Regions from separate parts of the Rattus norvegicus genome. Here region 1 is linked to region 2. A link is a contact called in public Hi-C data. All regions are on one chromosome and are shown on one strand. The core of a region is the stretch at or near the end of the contact, and the rest is flanking DNA. Distances in the headings are between cores, read along the strand shown.

Region 1 (7,070 bases), core at 3,565-6,064, 130 kb before region 2:
TCTCTCTCTCTCTCTCTCTCTCTCTCTCACACACACACACACACACACACACACACACACACAAAGAGAGAGAGAAGGAGAGAGAGGAGAGAGAGAGAGAGAGAGAGAGAGAGAGAAGGAGAGGGAGATCTTGCTTCTCGCTCATTACAAACAAGCCCCTTTCTTCTGATCAGGTTGCTACAGTATTACATGTTATGAGAACACTGTGCAAGTGTTACCTCTTACACTTACCCCACCTCTCCTGCCGCCCCCACATCTTTCCCGCCACAACCATGCCTGCTGCTGTCCACAGTCCCCATCACCCCTTTTTGTCTCACGTGTCCGTATACATTGCCTCCTAGACTCCCGGGCTGTTGTAGATGCCGTGACATAGCTGCCCTCAGTTCGACTACACAGACTCTGTGTCGGGTTAACATCTCTGCTTAGGATTTACCTAAGTGTCTCTCATCAGACCCCCAGTGCAGCCTTTTGAGTATTCCCGTGTGGAGGATCTCTTCTTCCCTTATCATCACAAACCTCCCACAAGCACTATGCTTGAAGACGTTACACAGAGACTGCAAGTGACACATTTGGGTTTGAAAGCCTGGCTGCTTTCTTGTTAATCAAAGGAGGCCCCAGAATAATGAAGCCTGTAATTGTATATGCACATGGAAAATGCTTCAGCTCTGAGTGCGCCTCTTAATGACTTACCACTTTTTTTTTTTATTTCCCAAAAGAAAGTCCTCGGGGCCCATTCAGTCAGTTATAGAATAATACTTTTCATATTCCTTTAGATGAGGATTCTTTTACTTCATTTCCATTTATGTTTTCAATTCCCCCACTAGACATTGTTATCTGGGTCGCATCAGGGAGCAGAGGCCTCCATGAAATGAGAGAAGGCTGTACTGAAAGGCACCCAAGATTACCGGTGTGTCTGAACCTTTCTCTTTTCTTGCTGGAAGTCCGTCGGGGATCTGTCCCCGAAGTCGAGCTTACATTCATCAGCAGAAACCATCTAGGCGCTTCCTCCGTTTCTTGTTCTAAGTGGAAAATAATTAAATATGCAGAGATAAAGAGACACCGGCATGGAGTGAATTCTCCTAGGTTCCCACATCAATGGACTGAAGATTTTACTCTGAATAGAAGATGGGGGCAGAGGTCTAGGGAACCAGGAATAAATTGGAGTGAGAGAGCTAGATGTGTGGTGTGGCATGCTTTGACAGCACGTCCCATTTTGTAAGAGTTCCTAGAGGCTTTCTTTTCCTTCTGAGGCACACAAAATTCATTTCTTATTTCTGCCACATGTCCGGAGTGCCGACTCTGGGCAGTGCTCGTCTCTAACTTTTGGTGAACACAAGGCATTTTCCTGCCTGCGTTCATCTCCCAGCCCACGCTGTCATCACAGCCCCCGTAGGTGGTATTCACTGTTTTTTCCTAAGAGAAATTCATGCAGCCTGTGGCTGAGTGACACTTAACTCCCTGTTCCCATGAGGAAGCTGTTCTCAGTGTTGCCGTGGTCACACGCTAATACCAGCATAGAGGATTATGGTAGCTACACAAGGAATACCCTCTTGATAGTTCAGTTCAGACTGGCCCAGGGTACACACGTCTGCGAGGAGACCCAGAATCTGTCAGCACCTCTGGAGACCAGTAGCATTCACTGCTTGTTTCTCCAGAAGCAGTAGTGCCTGTTCTGTAGGTATGTTCTGTTTCCTCAGGGTTAAAGTCTGCTGAGGCAAACCGACAAGGAATGGTGACCCGGATGTGGGCGATGGTGTCTAATGACAGTTAATAAGCAGTAATCTGGAAAGGGCCAGACAGTGGGTATTTTGGGCCTTCAGGCCATATGGTCATAACTTCTTAACTTTGTTAGTGATTGGGTAAAAGTACACTGACCACACACACACACACACACACACACACACACACACACACCCCGCCACCACCACTACCACCACCCACCACAACAACAATGGTTTGCCTATATGCCAGTAGACCTTTTTTCCTACTAGCCGATAGCCAGCCAGATCTATAGCTTGCTGTCCCCTGCCGTTGCTAGGGTCAGTGTTCCTATGAGCAGAGTTTGCATGGCCCGAGTCACACAGCCTCGCTAGGTGACTCTTCCTACCCACACAGCACATCTGAAAGTAACAGAAGCCGGAGACTCAGCAAATGTTGCAGACTCACACATCTAGAAAATAGTATGACAAAGTTACATCTTATAACTTCATAGGTTTTTACTCTTTGTAAGGAGGCCTTAAGATAACAACAGGAAGAAAGCTATACAGGCAGAGAATTTCCTGTTGTAAAGTGGACATTGCTCTGACGATCTTTTATTTAATAACTGTGAAGGCTCTTATAGATAATAATTACAGTTTCTAAAGCACAGTGATTCTGACAGAAGTCCAGGCTTTGGGAACAGGTAGGCTAAAGATACGTTCCAAACTGTGGACCAGTGTTAGTATTTCTGCAGTGTTGAAAACAGGTTCTAAGCAGTCCTCTCCAGAGAAAGCCTGCAGTTGCAAATCCCAGAATGCCCAGGTTTGTTCTCAGGTAAACTACATCTGTGAGCTTTCAAAGCCAGCTCAGTGCCTCTCTTTCTTCCCCCACAGAAAGCCACCATCAGCCACATCTCACCTGATAGCCTTTACCTGTTCCGCGTACAGGCCGTGTGTCGGAACGACATGCGCAGTGACTTCAGCCAGACGATGCTTTTCCAAGGTAAGTCCGCTTATCCCCTCCATGCCCCTGATGCGCCTCAGGCTGCCTGTCCCTTAGGGACTTGGCCAGAAGTAAAGGAACTTGGTCCGTGTAGGGTGTAATCCATATTCAGTGAGCTCTGCTCATTAAGATCTGTCACTGGGGTTGGAGGTTTCAGATGCCAAAAGAGGAGACAGAAAGAGGGGCTGTTTATTGATATTTTCCAGCTGTGCCTGTTTAAGAATAAGTCAGTTAGTGTGATCTCCCCCTGAGTCCTGCCATAGCCTCTTTCTTAGGTGTTTAGCCTGGCTCATCTTCACGGCCCATTGAGAACTGGAGCCCAAGACATAAAATTCGGCCTTGCGATTTGCACAAGTCTGGGTGTACAGGGTCTTCATGGGTTCCAGTCTGGAGATGTCTGTTCTGTGCTGACTGGGGGCATCTAGGGGGATCTAGGGCCAAATTGAGGGTAAAGCCAATAAAACTTGGCTTTGTCACATTTTGATGGGGTGATTTTTTTTCTTTTAAAAGCAAAGTCAGTGCAAAGATTTCATGAATGAAATATTGGAGTTTTATTCTGTTAACTTGTTCTGTGGGTATGGATGTTGTAGCATCATGTGTGTGCACGCACCACATACATGCAGTACCCACGAAGGCCAGAGGAGGGTGGAAGCTATCCCGGAACTACAGTTACAGACAGTTGTAAGCTGCTATGTAGAAAACAAAGCCAGCTCCTATAGAGAGCAGCAAGTGCTTTTGACAACTGAGCCATCTCTGGCCTCAGAAAAACTAGAATGTTAGATAGCTATGTCAGCCATCAGTCGTGTGGCATGTGCTTAGCATATACAAGGTTTGAGTTAACTCTCTATCAAAGTAATGATACGATATAGTCCGTCTTAGATACCACAACCTAATCCTGGTTCTAGAATTATTTACAGACATCAGTAGTCAACTGTGGTCCAATCTCATAACAGATGCCAAGCCCATCATGAAACTAAAGGTCTGGGCCTTGGGCTCCACACAGAGGTGCTGACCCTTCAAGCTCCTTACTTCTTCAGGGCCTCTGCTTCCTGTCTGTAAAACGAAAGGTGTACACCAGGCCACCGTTACCCCGTTTTTGTTCCCTATGTCTTTTTTGTAACAGAGTGTCACTGGGCATATGTGATTGCACTCAGCTGATTCTTAACTTTTTGAGCTGTGGATCTAATTAAACATCTGGGCTTTCCCCTGGAAGCTTCCAGGAGTGTGGATAAAATTGCAAAGCCTATCTAGAAAGCATGTGGTCAGGTTGAGCTAGCAGCATCTGGAAGCCTGAGAGCGCTCCTCGCAGTCGGAAGGCCCCCTCCAATCAACCGCCTCCAAGTCTTGGCAGCGGGGCCTAGGAAAGCGAATCCTAGCAAGATGGCCCTGGTAACTGGCGAGCATATCCAGTACTGAAGAATGCCAGGTTGGAGGTGGGCTCTGCATGGACGGACGGTGCTGGGTGTGAGTGCCAGCTGCTAATCGCTCGCTGTGCCGTGGTGTAAAAAAAAAATGTAATCTATCTTCTTAAAGCTGCTGTTCGCCACTCTGACCATCCACGGGGACCATGGTCCAGTAACACCAGATGACATGCATGAAATAATGACTACGAGAAAAAATCACAGGACTCTGGGCTAGCAACACCTTATACGTTGTTGTGAAGTATTAGCCTAGACTCTACCAGTTGAACATTCAGAGTCCAAGAATTGTGACGTCCAAATGCTCCCGTTTTAGAACTGCCTTCTATTATAAGCCTTTACTATTTCAGTGGTCCTAAAGTTTCAGTCTTTGTGAGGTTTGCTAGGAAAAGGTAGTAAATGGTGAATCCAGGGAGGAAGTCCTCCAGCAGAGCTTTCTCTTCCAAGGAACTGGAATTTACATGTGGCTTTTAAAAATTCTTTGCTACTGATTTCATCCGTCTCTTTAAAATCTTAACTGAAATTTACCATAGTTGCGCCTTCTCGTAAATAAATAAATCTGCGCCCACATTTAGCTAGAATGTATCGTGTCATCTGTTGAGCAAGAGCCTTGAGCCCCGGCAGGGTCTGTGTGGCAAAGAGAATGAAAAGGTAGATCAGTCAGGGAACTTGCTGTGGCCAGGCCTGGGAACTTCAGACCCATAAATCATGATTAGGCCTCCCCTTGGCTGGACTGGGAGCCTGAGAGTTGCAGAGCGGCCTCCTTTGATTAATAGCCCTGGACTGCCTGGCTTCTGCAAAGACTCTGAAAAATTAAAGGTTTATAATATAATGCAATTCGAAAACGGCCCCATCAGCTAGAAATTCAAACCAGGGAGCCTTTTAAAAGTCTGGTCACTGTGGCTTTTTGAAAAGGACTGGTGTCCCTACATGTTCTCCACTGTCTCTGCTCAGAGCGGCGACTCCTTGTGTATTCTGCATCTGTCTCCTTGTGCTGAGAAAGAAACAGATCCTCTGGTCACACCTCCCCACACAGGCAGTGTTTTCCAACAACATCCATGCAAGGCCCCTGCCAACGGGGACCTTCCTCAGTGTCCGCCCACTGTCCTTCACTGCCCATCCATTTCCTACTGCTTAGGGACCACAGAGAGCAAGGTGCAAAACTGACCTCCTAATCCAGACTCAAGTTTTCACAAAGGAAAAAAAAAAGAATCTTCAAGAATTCCAGTAAAGTTGTCCCCATAGTAACCATTTTTTAGAAATAAGTATACATCAGATCTGGGAGCCTGGGAGCACACATGGAGAATTAATATGGTGACTCTAGCAGTGTTTATGATCTGTATCATGTACTAAAGCATTAGTCCGGTGAGGCAGCTCTGCGGGTAAAGACACCCGTTCAGCACGCCCGAGTTTGAGCATCAAGAGCCACATGGTGGAAGGAGAAAATTGACCTCTGACCTCAAAGGGCATATCTATGGCATGCTCCCACATGCTGTGACAGGTACACACAGGCACACACAGTGAGTAAACAAATTAATAAAGTGAAGTAAAGACGAAGATACCAATGAGTATACTTAGCCACCATGACACATTATTAGCAGTTCTAGTAGCAAGAGACACTTATAGAGCGTGGCTTCCATTATGGACTGTTTCCACCTCAGCTGCTTTACTCCAACCCGGGCATCATATGTAGGGGTTTTCTTTGGAGTTTGGCTTGTCTTTGTTTGTTTGTTTGTTTTGTTGTTGGGAACATGGGTTGTTGGTTTGGTTTGGCTTTACAAAAGGGGAGATTATGTTCAGAGTGCAAGTAACTTGAGATAAATCTCTTCCTTAGCTCCTGGACAGAGTTCGTGTTCTTATTCTAAGGCTCCATGGCTCGTAGATGGCAGTGGACACTGTAGAGTGCAGGGCACTCCCTGCCCCAGGTCTTCAACCTTGAGAAGAAGCCTGATGTGCAGTGTTCTGGCATAAAGAACCAAGATGTCAGAGGGGAATTGGTTATATACAACTGATGTATATACACTTGTCACGTCTTAGGCAAATCAGAGCCACGGTGATACATGTGTTTGTTTTTATGAAAGCCCAAGTGACAGGTCCTGGAACTGCTGTGATTCCTGAGGAGTGACCAACATCAGTGGTTCCCGAAATCATGAACGCCTAAGAGGGTCGGGCAGTAGAAAGGAATCAGATCTCAGAGACAAAGTCACCTGCCCAGAGAATGCAGCCATGACTAGTCCTGGGAGGAAACGGGCCATTGAGAAGCTTGAGCAAAGTTCAGTTGTCCTAGTTCCCCTTTAACAACGTTTGCTTGGGTCCCCTGATCCCTCCGTAAAGGGCTCGTAGTCTGAAAGGCCCAAATAATCTCATCAGCAACATCGTGGCTACCTAGGTAGAGACAGTTCAAGACTAAGACAAACTAAGAAAAAGCCAGCAGACTCGTGGAATGGCTACCGAGTTTACTGGCCTGCTTCGAGCCCCTTTAAAGAGCACAGAAGGTAGAGCTCCTGGGAGCCCTTTGTCTTTTATTAAGGAGGCAGGATGTGTGCACATCTGTGTGAATAGCTCAGGGATCATGGGGTCTGTATGTTGTCCCAGGTTAGAGTCACTTCCCTAGCTGCCTTGTTTGACCCCTAATTTAAACAGTTGCATCGACTCGTAGACCTTCTCCACATTTCTCTCTGTGCACACTGTACTTAAACAAAATGGGAGTGCCATTAGGCCAGGATTGTGAACTCAGGTATCCATGGGGTCAGTCAAGAACATGTGTGATAAACAGGACACCAGGTGTCCACGAAGAGGAGTGGTCAACTCTCTAAAGTTAATGCCACAGTCAGGGTGGTTTGGGGTTTGGGTTGGTTTTTTGTTTTAAACTTATAGGGCAACCAGAAATGTGTGTGGGTCCCTTGCCATTTCTAGATTAGGTGGTGCAGACACTTAAATTGACTAACACGG
Region 2 (6,930 bases), core at 3,573-6,072:
TACTCTCAGAGGAGTTTGGAGATGACTCCAAGGCCACAGGAAGTCGCTTTAACATGACCACATATCTTGTGTGGACCCTAGTGGGCATTTATTCTATAAGCAATCCAAACAGCAAATGCTGATTCCAGCACCTGAGGTAACAGTGAGGTCCAAGGTTCCAACGGGCACCTGTACTGACCTGTACTGACTTGTATTTGAATCTTGATTACAACATTCCTTCCAACTCCATTAGGCTTACAGCAAGACCAGGGCCTACATAATAATTCATCACTTAGAGAAAGACTCAGCATCAATAGCTAAACACCAGAAATGAGGAACAACCCCCTTCAAGAGGCATCTGTTTTGATTTTTTTTTAAAGGCAATAAAAATGCTTTAAAGCTACCACAATCTTTTCTTGCTAGCTAGCTGACAAGCTGGATGAAACTCTAGCGCTGTCTTGTGTGAGAACCTTCTGTACCATTAGGCGGACTTCCTAACACTCAAGAGAGGGATGTTCATAATTGTCTCCAAGTCCACTAACACAAAGTTCACACAAAGGGCAAGAGCGCAGCATGCTCTAACAAGGTTCTCCATTCCCTTATAAAGTACTGAGAAACATTTCAAACATTAAATATAGAGTACTTTTACCAGTGTTGCAATGGTAAAATGGCGACCTAGTAAATAACTGTACAAAAAATAAAACTAGACTGAGGTAAAAATTACAAAACAAAATACAATATGAACCAGTGCACGCCATAATACCAGATTTAAAAAAACCTTGCCATGACAGGAGTCTACTATACACTTAACATGTGCACAATCACCTTTTATACACATCTGTTTAGTACACATCAGGGCTTCGTTTGGATATTAACTTCGTTTGGCAGGAACAGAATGTGTGTTTTGCTCTTTTTATATTTCAAAAAAAATCTTTTAGTTGTGTTTAACTGCCATCTAGAGTTAAAATGAATCCATTTCTTTTCTTCTCTGTTTCTAATCTCCAAATTTTAGGAAAACGCACAGTTATGTTTAACCCCTGTTTCACGTTGAGCAAATTCTCAAGACTCCAGACTCTCAAGGGCTAGTTATTCAACTTGTCAATCACAGTAAACATCCCCACCTGTTGCAATCATCGTGGGTTGACTAACAGGTGAGATTTACATTTAGTCTAACAAACAATATTCTCTTTGCTGTATGAGCTTCTGGGTGAGCAACCTGGTGTATATTCCGACTCAGAGAGCTATATCAAAAATTAGGAATGTTACAGTCTCTTTCTATTTCTACAATTTCCACTTTTCTCAGAATTAAAGAAAATCAGACTAAATAAAGACATTAAAAAGTCACTTTAACCTCCGAAGAATATAATTATAAAAATTAGGGGCTGGTAAGGTGGCTCAGTAAGTAAATGTACTTGCTGCCAAACTTGGTTACCTGAGTTCAAGTCCCAGGACTCAGATAATGGAAGAAAAAAATACTCACAAATCATCCTCTGACACCCAGACATGTGCCACACACATGCACGTGAACACACACACACACACACACACACACACACACACACCCCACTAAATTGATAAAAAAAATTAAAGTTCCAATTTAATTGAATTTTGATGCTATTATGCTGAGTGACGTTTGTTTCAAAATTTGAAGATTGAACTGCATGTGCAATTCACTTCAAAATCCTTATTGAAAAGGGGGGAAGGAGACACTTAAAAGCAAAAGCAAATTTGAAAGTTTAACTCAGTGTATCATCAAAAAAAGGGAGTATATTCTCATGAAATCTTCAGTTGGGTAAAACATTTGTTTTTGCGTAAATAAAGGAAGGACACTGATTTTTTTTTCAACTGTCCCAACTGCATCAAACTACGATAGCCTTCCTGACAAATTTTTATTGTCATTTATTTCTAATGATATTAGACCATAAATAAACTGAAATGTAGTAAGATTGCAATTCCTGCGGTTTTGCTGTTTAAGGAAACAAGCGGGGAAACTTTCAAGTGGATGCATACAGCAAATAATATTGTTTAAAAACAAACAAAAGCAGACCAAAACAAAATTATTTCTCAGCTACTCAGAAGGGTTTCATTGAACTTAAGTGCAGAAGACTTGCATATCAACTCCTCAAGCACCAGCTAAATGTGTTCTCAACTGCCTGCTCCGTGATGAACTAACGATAAAGTTTCCAGAGGGCTGTAAGAGAGAAAAATCATCAAGAAAAGAAACAAGCAGGAATGTCACGAGTAGAAAATACCCACTCTAGGGAAACCCTGTATTGGCATTTGTAGACTACTAGAGAGGTATCAGGAGCCAGTGGAAAATCACAGCCCCAGGACTGGAAAATGTTCATAGATCATAGACCTCTAGAAGGCTATAAGACAGATAGGCTGATTGTATGAGCTTCAAATGAATGGATTTGGGGACTGGGGAGCACATATATTTAACAAGTATAAAATATATAAAAAAAGTCACTAAGACTTGTCACATATGCATTAAAAACCTTAGTGCTTTCTCTGATCAGTTTTAGAACTGGTGAGATTTTCAGTTCCATTTCCCAAGAAGGAAAGGGGCACAAGCGAACTCTTCCTGGAAATCTCCCAAGTTAAATACTGTCCTATCAGCAAGAGCAGATCACCTCAGCCACAATTGTCTACAACACAGATACCTGCTGAGATAATGATTTCTCTATTGTAGCATTTTGTCTGATTGGGCTAGATAGATACTTGATTAATTAGTAGGAGCTCCTAAAAAGGTATGTGTCTATGCATTTTCTACTGGTCAAAATCCATCAGGATTTTGTATCTTTGTATATATTTTGAATGTAAAATATTTTCCATGGTAAAACGGAAAGTATTAGTACAGAATAGGTAAAGTTCTATGGATTCTATTTCAACGAAAATAAAAACAGACATTTTGGGCCCATCTTACCAAATTCATGAAATAAGAAACCCAGCCACTTAAGTCCCAAATTCTTTATTTTATAAACATTTGTCCATCTATGGTAAATTCAAAGGGTCTTTAAAAAGATCTCTGCAGATATGTAATGTGTTAATTCCAGAATTCGAAAAACAACACCACCCAGAGTCCACGATAGTCCAAATTAAAGCAAACTCTATTTGAGTGCAGTCTAGGCTAACTCTCCCCTAAATTGGGGTTTTCCAGAGCAGCCCCCACAGGCATTTTGAAGTTCTTTTTGTAGGGGATATACAGTGTTCACAGTAGGTAAGAGAGTTGACTTACTCATTGTTAAAAGAATACAATGAGAAGGGAAGGTGCAAAGGTAAGGATAGGCAACAAGTGAACAGGTTACACAGAGTCACAAAGGCATAGATAATCATCAGTGAATGGGGTTACAAGCAGTCTGCATCAGACCAGGAACTTACTCTTGATTGCAAGTAGAAACCTTAAGTAGCAGGGACTTGACATACGAACTAACTAAACCGGACTTAACGCTTAGCTAGATTTTACCATCAAGTAAACTGTTCTAACTATAAACAGAACTCTCATCCTGCAAGGTATGTTTTCTGTTTTGGTCTTATTTCAACCTGTGAGGTATTTGTAGTCATCTTGGTCTCATAAACACCCAAAATTTAACCTGTAAGCCCCACACACGCCCAGGAACCAGGTAATTTCCTGGAATGCTGGGAATTGTAGTTCTTGGGGGAAAAAAAAAACCTCGTGGGGGGGGGGGAGTAAAACCTGTGCTGTATAAGTTTGCCCTCATAACCCCCAGCAACATGTGCAACATTCTCGGGTGGGAAACTCCAGGGAAGAGCCCTGACCAAAGTCCATCTCTTAGCGTTTAATATTGATTAAGGTTTACTTTAAACTTGGCCCCAAATAGTGAAGCTGGTTTTTCTGGTGAATCTCAGGATTAACATATACACCAGAATTTCCTGTTAGTACCTTGGAGTGTTGGAACTAATTAAGTACACGCGCGCGTGCGCGCGCGCGCACACACACACACACACACACACACACACACACACACCCCAAAATTTAAAGGGAACTTTACAAAATACAAAGTGTTCTTTTGTGGAGAAAAATGTAGCTGGGGAAAGGAGAAATCCCATACTGAGAATGAAATGATGCCTCTATTGAGGAAGTACCATCATATGAAGCGCCAATTATCATAACCCATACCTTTACTCCCAGGACCAGAGGCTGAGGCAGGGACCTGTGATTTCAAGGTCTAGCCTGGTCTACATAGTGAGACCCTGTCTCAGAAGAGCAAAACAAAAAGATATGAAGAAGTGAAGCTATCTGAATGTGCAGGAAAGAGGCTTTCAAAAGAAACAGTGAGTTCAAAGGGTCCAAACTGGTTGCAAAGTTTACTGTAGGTAACTAGAAAGAAAAACTAACTGAAATGTCTTAAGTCCTCTTTACCCTTTACCAGCTGAGTAACTGTTAGTCCGACTTTATCACTCTTCCATGTCTTTTTCTATAAGCTGAGAATAAATAGAACTACACTCTCACAAAGTTATTTCAAGGAATAAAATGATGCTTAAGAGCACACGTTTGCACTTGGAAGGTGTGCCCTAGGGCTAAACGACACAAGGCTGTGGACTTGTTGGTTGATCTGTGCGACCCCAAGGTTCCTGCAAGCCAGCTGACGCCCCTGAAGACTTTTTAACATATGCAGAGCCCACTTTTTAAAAGTTTGAGCTAACAGATTTTCCTCCAGGTTCCTAAGGCTCCTTCTGGGTATCTTCCACAGTCTCGTCCTCTATGAGGTAGGTACCCCAACCCGAGCAGAGCCACACTGAAGCTGGGACTCTGACTGACGTCAGGAGCGTAAAGTACGCAAAGATGGCTGCCTGGCCACGCCCACGTCTTGCGCAGGCGTAGGCCCTGGCGCGTTCCCGGAAGAGCTCAAAGGTGGGCGCAGTGTGGTCCCAGCCTGTGGCCCCTGAGGCCAGCGGGCGGCTGAGGGGAAAGCTAATGAGGGGGGAGCCAGGTGATGAGGAGGGTTTTTAAGAGTTTTCCGAGGACGAAAGGCGGGAATTGGGGTAGCCGTTGGGCACTTGCTCGCTTCAAAAGGCGGAGTTTTTCTTGAAGTGCTCCCAAGGAGAGGAAGAGTCAGCAGGAGTGACTTTCCAGGGGAGCGTGGACGCTGCTCTAGTCGGCTGCAGAACTCGCTGGGAGGAAGGCGAGGAAGCTGGGCGGGAGACGGGCGGCTGTCCTCTGGGCCCTGGAGGCCGCCCTGGCGGGAGAAGGAGCCTGCGGAAGGGCCAGACAGGCTCCTGTGCAGTGCGCTGACCCAGAGCTCAGGCTTCCTGTCTGCATCCGACCCTGAGCGATTCAGGGACGAACGTTTAATTTCAGAAAGTTTAGGAAAGCCTCCTTCGTGGACCGTCTTCGTTGTATTTGTGTCCCTTTTGTGCTTTTTCAGCCCAGCGCTTTCAGAGCACGTCCTTAGACCACCATCTATACTGGTGCAAGTTCTTAAGCCAAGGGGAGCCTGCGCCTGGTGTAGTGAGTCATAGAAACTCTCCAAACGAGAGTGCTGACCTGCTAGGATGTGGTGAGAGGACTTAAATCGAGATTTTCCTAAGTTACACAGGAAAAAAAAAAAAAGCACTTCCCTTGTCTGGAAGGGTCATGCATGGTAGAACTGGTAACCTTCCGCAGAAGGCAAGACCTTGAGTTCCCAGTTGGTTCTCATCCTTGTTTGCCTTTCGGTCTATGCGTGTGCACATGCATAAGCGATGATATTCCTGTGTTGAATTTTTAGGGTTTTTTTTTTTTTCCTTTCTGCCTGTTAAACTGTCCATTAGTCTTGGCTCCAGCTGTCTATTTGTTGAAATTCTGCTGAAGATTTAGAGTTTGGGTGGAGGTAGAAAATATGAAACGCCTTGAGTTTACTCAGCCTATGGTGTTTTGAGTGAATCATTAATAAAAATGTGCTCGAGTGCATTCCTTCACATTACACATGAAATTGCCAGTTTTCTCTTTTGAGAGAATTCATGTGTTATTTCGGTACTAAAATCAAGTTGCATAGCTGAACACACGGGGTTGAGGGTGGGGGAATAACTAAATGTTTTTACTATTTAGCAGAAAACGTAACAGCCCAGCTTTGATTAAAGATGACTTCCTTGTTTACTCAAGAAGTTCACCTTTCTAAAAGACATGAAGAAATGTAAGTTTTTGAAAATGATACTCCGAACACAAGAGTATATGCTAGCTTTTTTAGTGAATCATGCACAGGAAGACTTGAAAATGTGAAAGTGTCATTTTCTGACAGGACATTTTATTGTAGATAATTTCATTGTCTCTTAAGAAGGAAATTAAACGGCACAATTATGTTCGAAACACCCATATATCTATTTATTTTTACACATTAATATCAAAATGTTCCCTTCCTCTACCCTAAGGTTCACATTAGACTTTAATAGAAACTTTGCGGTGGTAGGGGTTCCGAGACAGGGTCTCGTAACTCAGACTGGTTTTGAACTTTCTACACAACCAAAACTGATCTTGAACCCCTAATCTTTCTGCTTCTGTCTCCTGAATGTTTGGAGTAAGGGTAGTTACCACCATGCTTGGCTCTTTTTTTTTTTTTTTTTTTAATAAAAATTTTAAACCTTTATTAAACACTTTCAATTACACGATTGTGTGTGTGAATATGCATGTGTGAATCCAGATGGTCAGGCAGCACAGAAGAGGGTGAGAGGGCACCCGAACCCCAGGAACTAAGCCAGGTGATTGCTGCTTTATGTGGATGCTGAGAACTAAACTCAAATCCACAAGAAAAGCAGCAAGAACCCATAACTTGTGAGCCAGCTCTCCAGCTCCAAGCTTGGCTTTCAGTAGACTTCTTGAAATTTCTTATCCAGAGCTGGCTCTGTGCTCGTGGAGTGTGCCCTGTATAGTCATGGGTCTTACACTTGCTTGGATGCTCAAATGCCATTGTCCTTAATCATTTTGCACTTAATCCAACATATTGCATAGGT

What was found. A called contact is a pair of places that touch in the nucleus more often than the background predicts.
Region 1: a contact with region 2 is called in a Hi-C map of the A7r5 cell line, with 3 times the contacts expected there. The contact joins the enhancer-like site here to the promoter of Cep15 in region 2. A contact is called at or near these places in 7 of 12 Hi-C or Micro-C datasets (the A7r5 cell line, Schwann cells, frontal cortex and 4 more) and 1 of 1 datasets of contacts at active chromatin or transcription factors (oligodendrocytes).

The regions. Positions count from the first base shown.
Region 1 is chr15:15,398,000-15,405,069 of GRCr8, reverse strand. Ptprg (protein tyrosine phosphatase, receptor type, G) reads left to right here. Exons shown (of 30, transcript NM_134356.2): 10 at 2,592-2,700. Among named protein-coding and RNA genes, the nearest start is that of Cep15, 140 kb to the right of the region's middle. Within about 2 kb of position 4,814, at least 1 of the 93 cell types and tissues checked has an H3K27ac peak or open chromatin away from gene starts, as enhancers often do. A contact at or near this core is called in the A7r5 cell line, where this site is marked.
Region 2 is chr15:15,263,367-15,270,296 of GRCr8, reverse strand. It overlaps Cep15 (centrosomal protein 15), which reads left to right and starts at 4,822. Exons shown (of 5, transcript NM_001106026.2): 1 at 4,822-4,855; 2 at 6,032-6,116. The coding sequence starts at 6,064.